2 separate regions of the Arachis hypogaea genome follow, and region 2 is linked to region 1. Evidence: chromatin contacts called from public Hi-C data. All regions are on one chromosome and are shown on one strand. The core of a region is the stretch at or near the end of the contact, and the rest is flanking DNA. Distances in the headings are between cores, read along the strand shown.

Region 1 (2,911 bases), core at 205-2,704:
AAATCTTTCTAAATAACCACTTCAAACAAAACCTCCAATTTCCATAAAAAAAATTTCGACAGTATCTTCTCTAAAACTCATACTTTTGCCACCCCTTAAGGGTCTCAACCACCAAACCAAACACCTCTCAGTCATTTAAATCATTTCTAGTATCAAATTATTTCAAAATCGAACTAATTCCAATATTAAATCTTTTTCCAAAATCAACCAACTCCAATAACAAATTATTTACAAAAACCGAATCACACATCGTATACCATATAAACAATCCATCAGTAATTCATTCAGTCAATTCCTATCTTAAGGTCTTATAGTCTAAGTTTTCACGTGACATTAAATATTAACTACGAGAAAGCAAAATCATACCTTGACCGATTCCTTTCGAAGCTCGAAACACCTCAAAAACCCCTCCTTTCACAAGCTCCAACCTTTCAAACGTCAATCCTCAAGCCTAATTACCTGGATTTTGTTCCAAATCGCCCAATTAAACTCCAAATTAACCAGAACACAGTCTATTTCACACAATATCACTATAATCATCATAGGGTTCACTCACTCAATGATTCACAACGGTTCAACAGTTTCTTATCTTACCCACAGATTCAATTGGGCAAAACTCAATGATTATCCGCTACTAGAGTTCACCTAAACCATCAAAATTATTTAATTTCTCAGTATCGAAACTCAAAAATCTCGAAATTGAGGAGGAAAAGAATTGGGTGAGATATAAAATTTTTTTACCACTTTATTCGAATAGAATTAAAGAGAATTCTGAGACGAACACATGGCCGCTGACAGCTCGTCAATTGAAACTCCATATTGAAAGTTTCGACGATTGAATTTTTGGAAAGGGGTTAGATTTTCTCAACGTGATTTCTCTCTTCTTTGCGTGCCCAAGAGTGAAACGAGGGAAAAATAAAGCTTGCTGCTTAGTTTATAAGGTAGGTCAGTTTGGGATCGGTCCAACTGATTCGGTTTGATTTTAGATCAAAATCTTTAAAATTAGTGTCAAAATTCATTTTTTTAATATTTCTACTTCTCTAAATTATAAAAATTGATTATTTTAATTTTTTTAAATAATAATTTATTTATTTAATAAAATATTTTATTAAATTTGTAGAGTTTACAACAAACAGGAGAGTAGAAATTTGAAAATAGGTATTTAAATTTTAAATTATAAGACTCGACACATGTTAAACTAGTAAATAACATGAGTAGAACATTTGCTTTTTAACAAATTTCTCTTACATATAATAAATATAACTATGTTATCTCTAACTGAAATTTAATATATATATATATATATATATATATATATATATATATATATATAATTTTAATGTATATTTTTAAAGACATAATAAATTAGTATTACTGTATTAGGCTGCCTCCAAAACTAGAGGCTGTCTCCAACTATGTTGTAACTTTCTACGTTCCAAATTTGGGTCAAAGTGAAAATCCATTGGGCCCATAGTCCTATGAACTAACAGAAAAGGTTTTCACGTTTGTAGAAGAAATAGCCTAAACTAATTGTATCCAATAAAAGATAGCCCAAAAGAATAAAATTAGTTTATGCTGATAAATATGTAAAGAAAAAACATTTTGATTCTTTAAACTCTGAATTCAAAACCCAACAGCCAGTCCGAAAAGAACCCCAACAGAAACATTCGATAACCGGTGGCCTCAAAATCAACGTCAGATGCATGTACACCAAAAAAAAAAAAAAAATCAAGGTCAGATGCAATTGAAGCTTTGATTGAGTAGCAAAATATGATACATCTTAATATATTGCACTTAGGTTTGAACTTTGACAATAGTCAAATAGTTGATAAAATCCATAAGAATTCTGCCAGGGAACTAAGAGGAGTATAACTAATAATAAATCAATAAGTATATTTGTCGGATTGGGGGATACAGTGGAAACCAAAAAAAAATCAACAAGTATATTTAAACTATATTTTATATTAATTAATTGTCATTAATTATTAATTATTTAAATTTTATTTTTTTTAAATACAAAATTAATGATTATTAATTATCTTTTTTTACTTTAATTCATCTTTTATTATTTATTACGTAAATCCTAATTTTTCTTTAAAAAAAACGTTCAAACTCCAAAAAAAAAAACACCAAAATATAAGATAAAGAATTATCCAAATCCTAAAAAAAAAAGACATACAAAACATAGGAAAAAGAATTATCCAAATCCTAAGAAAAAAATACAGAACATAGGAAAAAGAATCATCCGAAATTTAAGAAAAAAAACATAAAAAACTAGTTAAAAGAATCATTCAAAACCAAATAGGAGAGGAGAAGAAGAAGAGCTGTAGAGTGACCGGCGACGACATTTTGGACGGGGTTGCGTGTGCGGTGGGAGACTCGTGGTAGCGCGTTGCGAAGAGGAAGCCAAGGAGGCCGCGCATCGCGAGTGGAGGAGTCGCCATGGATCAGAGTAGTTGATCGCGCGTCGTGAATGGGAGACTGGCCGTGGCTACGTCGCAACAGATGGGGGCCGTGGCGGTGCAGATGCGTCGGGACGGTGGACGACGGCGTCGACGAAAGAAGGATGGTGACGGGACGCGTGAAAGAGGCCGCGCAGCGCGACGAAAGACACGACGGTAGTCGGTGGGCGACGTCGTCAAAATTGCGTGGACACGGTAGGTTTAAGGAGGGAGAGATTCGACTGTTTTCAAATGAATAGAAAAGGATTAGATTTTTTATGGATTGTTTTTATTGTGTATTATAAATGTGATTAAAATAAATATAGAAAGAATCTTTTTTGAATTTTGAATTTTAATTTTTAAATTTTTATTTATTTATAAAATTTAAATTATAATAGAGTTGACTTATGTTAGTTTATACGAGGATTGTTTCTTATAATTTTTCAATCCTTAAATGTATCTATCAATTT
Region 2 (2,875 bases), core at 91-2,590, 120 kb after region 1:
ATTTCCCTTATTGAATATATAAGACCTAATAAATTAAATAACTAGATAAATATAATTATGATTCACCAATAATATTCGAATTAAATACGAATAAGTGAATAACAGAGCACATACACGATAGTTTGTTTTGTTTACACCAAGTGATTATATTGAACAAGAAATGGGAATTATTTTTAATTTAAAAAAATCATAAAAAATCAATTAATACAGTCTAAATTTATTTTATTTAATATTTATTAATTTTTAAATTAATAAATATTAAATAAAATAAATTTGGTTAATTTTTTGTTATTAAATATTTTTATATTTTTAAAATCAAATTAATAATAAGAGTCCACTACATATTTAGATACTACAAACAAAAATTTTTTTACCTAAAAAAGAAATGAAGAAAAAAATCAAAAGCTAATATTTATCATCTACAGAAGCAAATAAAGTAGACAATAATTAGGGTTATTAAACAATAATAACAATAATTAAAAAAAAAAACTGAAAAAGGTAAAGCTAAATTTTAACTATCCACACCAAACGTAGAACCTTTACAACTGCTACTACACACGCTCCATTGATCGGAGTTAGTCATCGACGACGACGGCGCAACGCCGCTGCCGCACTTTGCCACCGTCCTCACACTCTCAATCAACGCCTCGGTCCTAGAATCTTGTGCAAGAATCTCCGACAGCTTCTCGGGGCTTATTACAAGCTTCACCTTCCACACACCCGTGTTGTTGTACCTAGGAAGAACCTCATGAGGTTCCCACCATGTGTTCTTGTTATTGTTAGGGTTAGGGTTTGTGTTCTTTTCACACGTGGACATTCTATATGGTGTTATGTTGGGATTATTGGTTTCGGTTATAGGTACCCTTTTGCTTGATGAAGATAATAATGTTGGGTTTAGAGGTAGGAGGTAGTAGATTTGGCCGCCATGGAGTTCTTCGCCGTTTGATAGAGGCTCTGATATCATGTTATGATACCTGCGAAAAATGCCATGGCCCGGAAACTCGTTTGTTATGCATTCAACTGTGATGGGAGAGTATAGCTCCATGATTCCACCATTTGAAGTCACTACTTTCACCTTCATGTCCTCCAATACACCATTTTGCAACCCTTTGAACACACAATTCCCCATTTTCTTTTTTTTTTTTGGGAGAAGATCAATTTTTTTTTTTTTTTTGAGATGGTGGATATTTGTTGATGTGATCTTAATATGAGGTTTTGATTAAATAAAGGATTTGGAATGGTGAGGGAGAGAAGGAATTGAACTATTGAAGGAGGTTTCTTGAGGGTTTCTTTCTTGTTTGACTAACCGACACAAAAAGGGATCAAATACTTTTCTTGTTTGTGATCAAGAACTAGATTACTTATATGAAGGAAATTGGATGTATATGGTGACAATAAGTTGGCTTTTATAGTGGGGTGGCCCCACTTGCATCATTAAGGAAGTAATTTATGGCAATTGTTTCTTTAGCACCATTGTTTATATTAGGAGTTAATTATTATATATGAGAAAAACATTCTTAGCTTGAAGATCATTGATGTCAAATAACTAAGATTTTTTAGATATGCTTTTGATGCAATTTTGTTAGATATTGTATGATAAAGTATGATATATTTTCATTACATTTATCTGTTAGATATAAGAGAAAATATAGGGAACAATATTTTTTTTTTGAATAACTTAAATGATTGGTTAAAAAAAATTAATTTTAATTTTAAAAATTAAATTTTGAATTAATTAGATATAATTTTTATTTTGAATGGTTAATGCGTCTGAAATACAATCTGTTGTTTACATTGTTCATATCTTATAATAATTTTATGTTTAAATACTAAGATAATTACTTTTAAAATTTTAAATAATTTTATTAATGATAAAATAATTTTTTAACTATTCATATGTATATGTGATTCTTTATGATGTCTCAATATTTTCTAAATAATAATATAATGTCTTAACTCTGAATATTAATAGCTCCTAATAAGTTATAGATCTTTTTAAATGATTTTGGACTGAGAAAACGCGTTATTGTATGTTATTTATAACTAACATGTCATTAATTATTTTGTTTAGTTATTATTGTATTTTTGTTACAGTAATATTAAGGAGATAATAATCTAAATTATTTTATTAAATTTAATATCTATAATTTTATATATTTATTATATCTGATATTATACATTTATTTTAGAAGTAATTAATAAATATAAAATAGACAAGTTTAGATTAATTTAGGCTGATTTTATTATTTTTTAAATATTTCTTCTGTTTTATTATATTCTTAGCATCTAATATTAAGGTGCTAATAAGATATAAATAAAATATTTGAGAGCACCTTTTTTCTTGATTGGGAGCATCTTAGCATTTGTCTTATAGCATGCATTATGATCATCCTTTATTTTGTGAAGGCAAATGGCAATTATAAGATACAAATTAATTAGATTTTGGTCAACGATGATATAGGGGGATCATGATTCACGGTCAACATGTCTCATTACGCTAATAATGCTGAACTTGTTTTCTATTCATTCATGGGGCGGGGTACTTGTATCCATTGTTTACCTTTGCTTTAGAAAGAGGACCCACTTTTCACCGACAGACAAAAAAACAAGATGAGTGAGGTGTTGCAAAAAGTAAAAGGTTTCAATATTTAAAAAAAAAAAAAGAAAAAGAAAAGTTTGGTTTTGATTTGGTAAACATTGTTCGTTTTAACCAAATTCTTTGATTAAATATTTAATTTTTTTTCAAGTAATTTATAAAAATTTATTTTTACAAGATGATTTTTTAAAATTATAAAATTTATAAATGGTAAATTAAATTAAAACTAATTTCTAATAAACATAAGCGATAATGAATATATTTAGTAAAATAATTTTT

The links. Hi-C and Micro-C count contacts between places; a contact is called where the count stands out from the background.
Region 2: a contact with region 1 is called in a Hi-C map of leaf, with 2.0 times the contacts expected there. The contact joins the promoter of LOC112726592 here to the enhancer-like site in region 1. A contact is called at or near these places in 2 of 8 Hi-C or Micro-C datasets (both in leaf).

Annotation. Positions count from the first base shown.
Region 1 is chr12:6,328,002-6,330,912 of arahy.Tifrunner.gnm2.J5K5, forward strand. No RefSeq gene overlaps it. Among protein-coding and RNA genes, the nearest start is that of LOC112726588, 8.5 kb to the left of the region's middle. Within about 2 kb of position 1,455, at least 3 of the 3 cell types and tissues checked have open chromatin away from gene starts, as enhancers often do.
Region 2 is chr12:6,447,465-6,450,339 of arahy.Tifrunner.gnm2.J5K5, forward strand. It overlaps LOC112726592, which reads right to left and starts at 1,341. Exons shown (of 1, transcript XM_025776034.3): 1 at 387-1,341. The coding sequence starts at 1,129. The coding sequence ends at 512.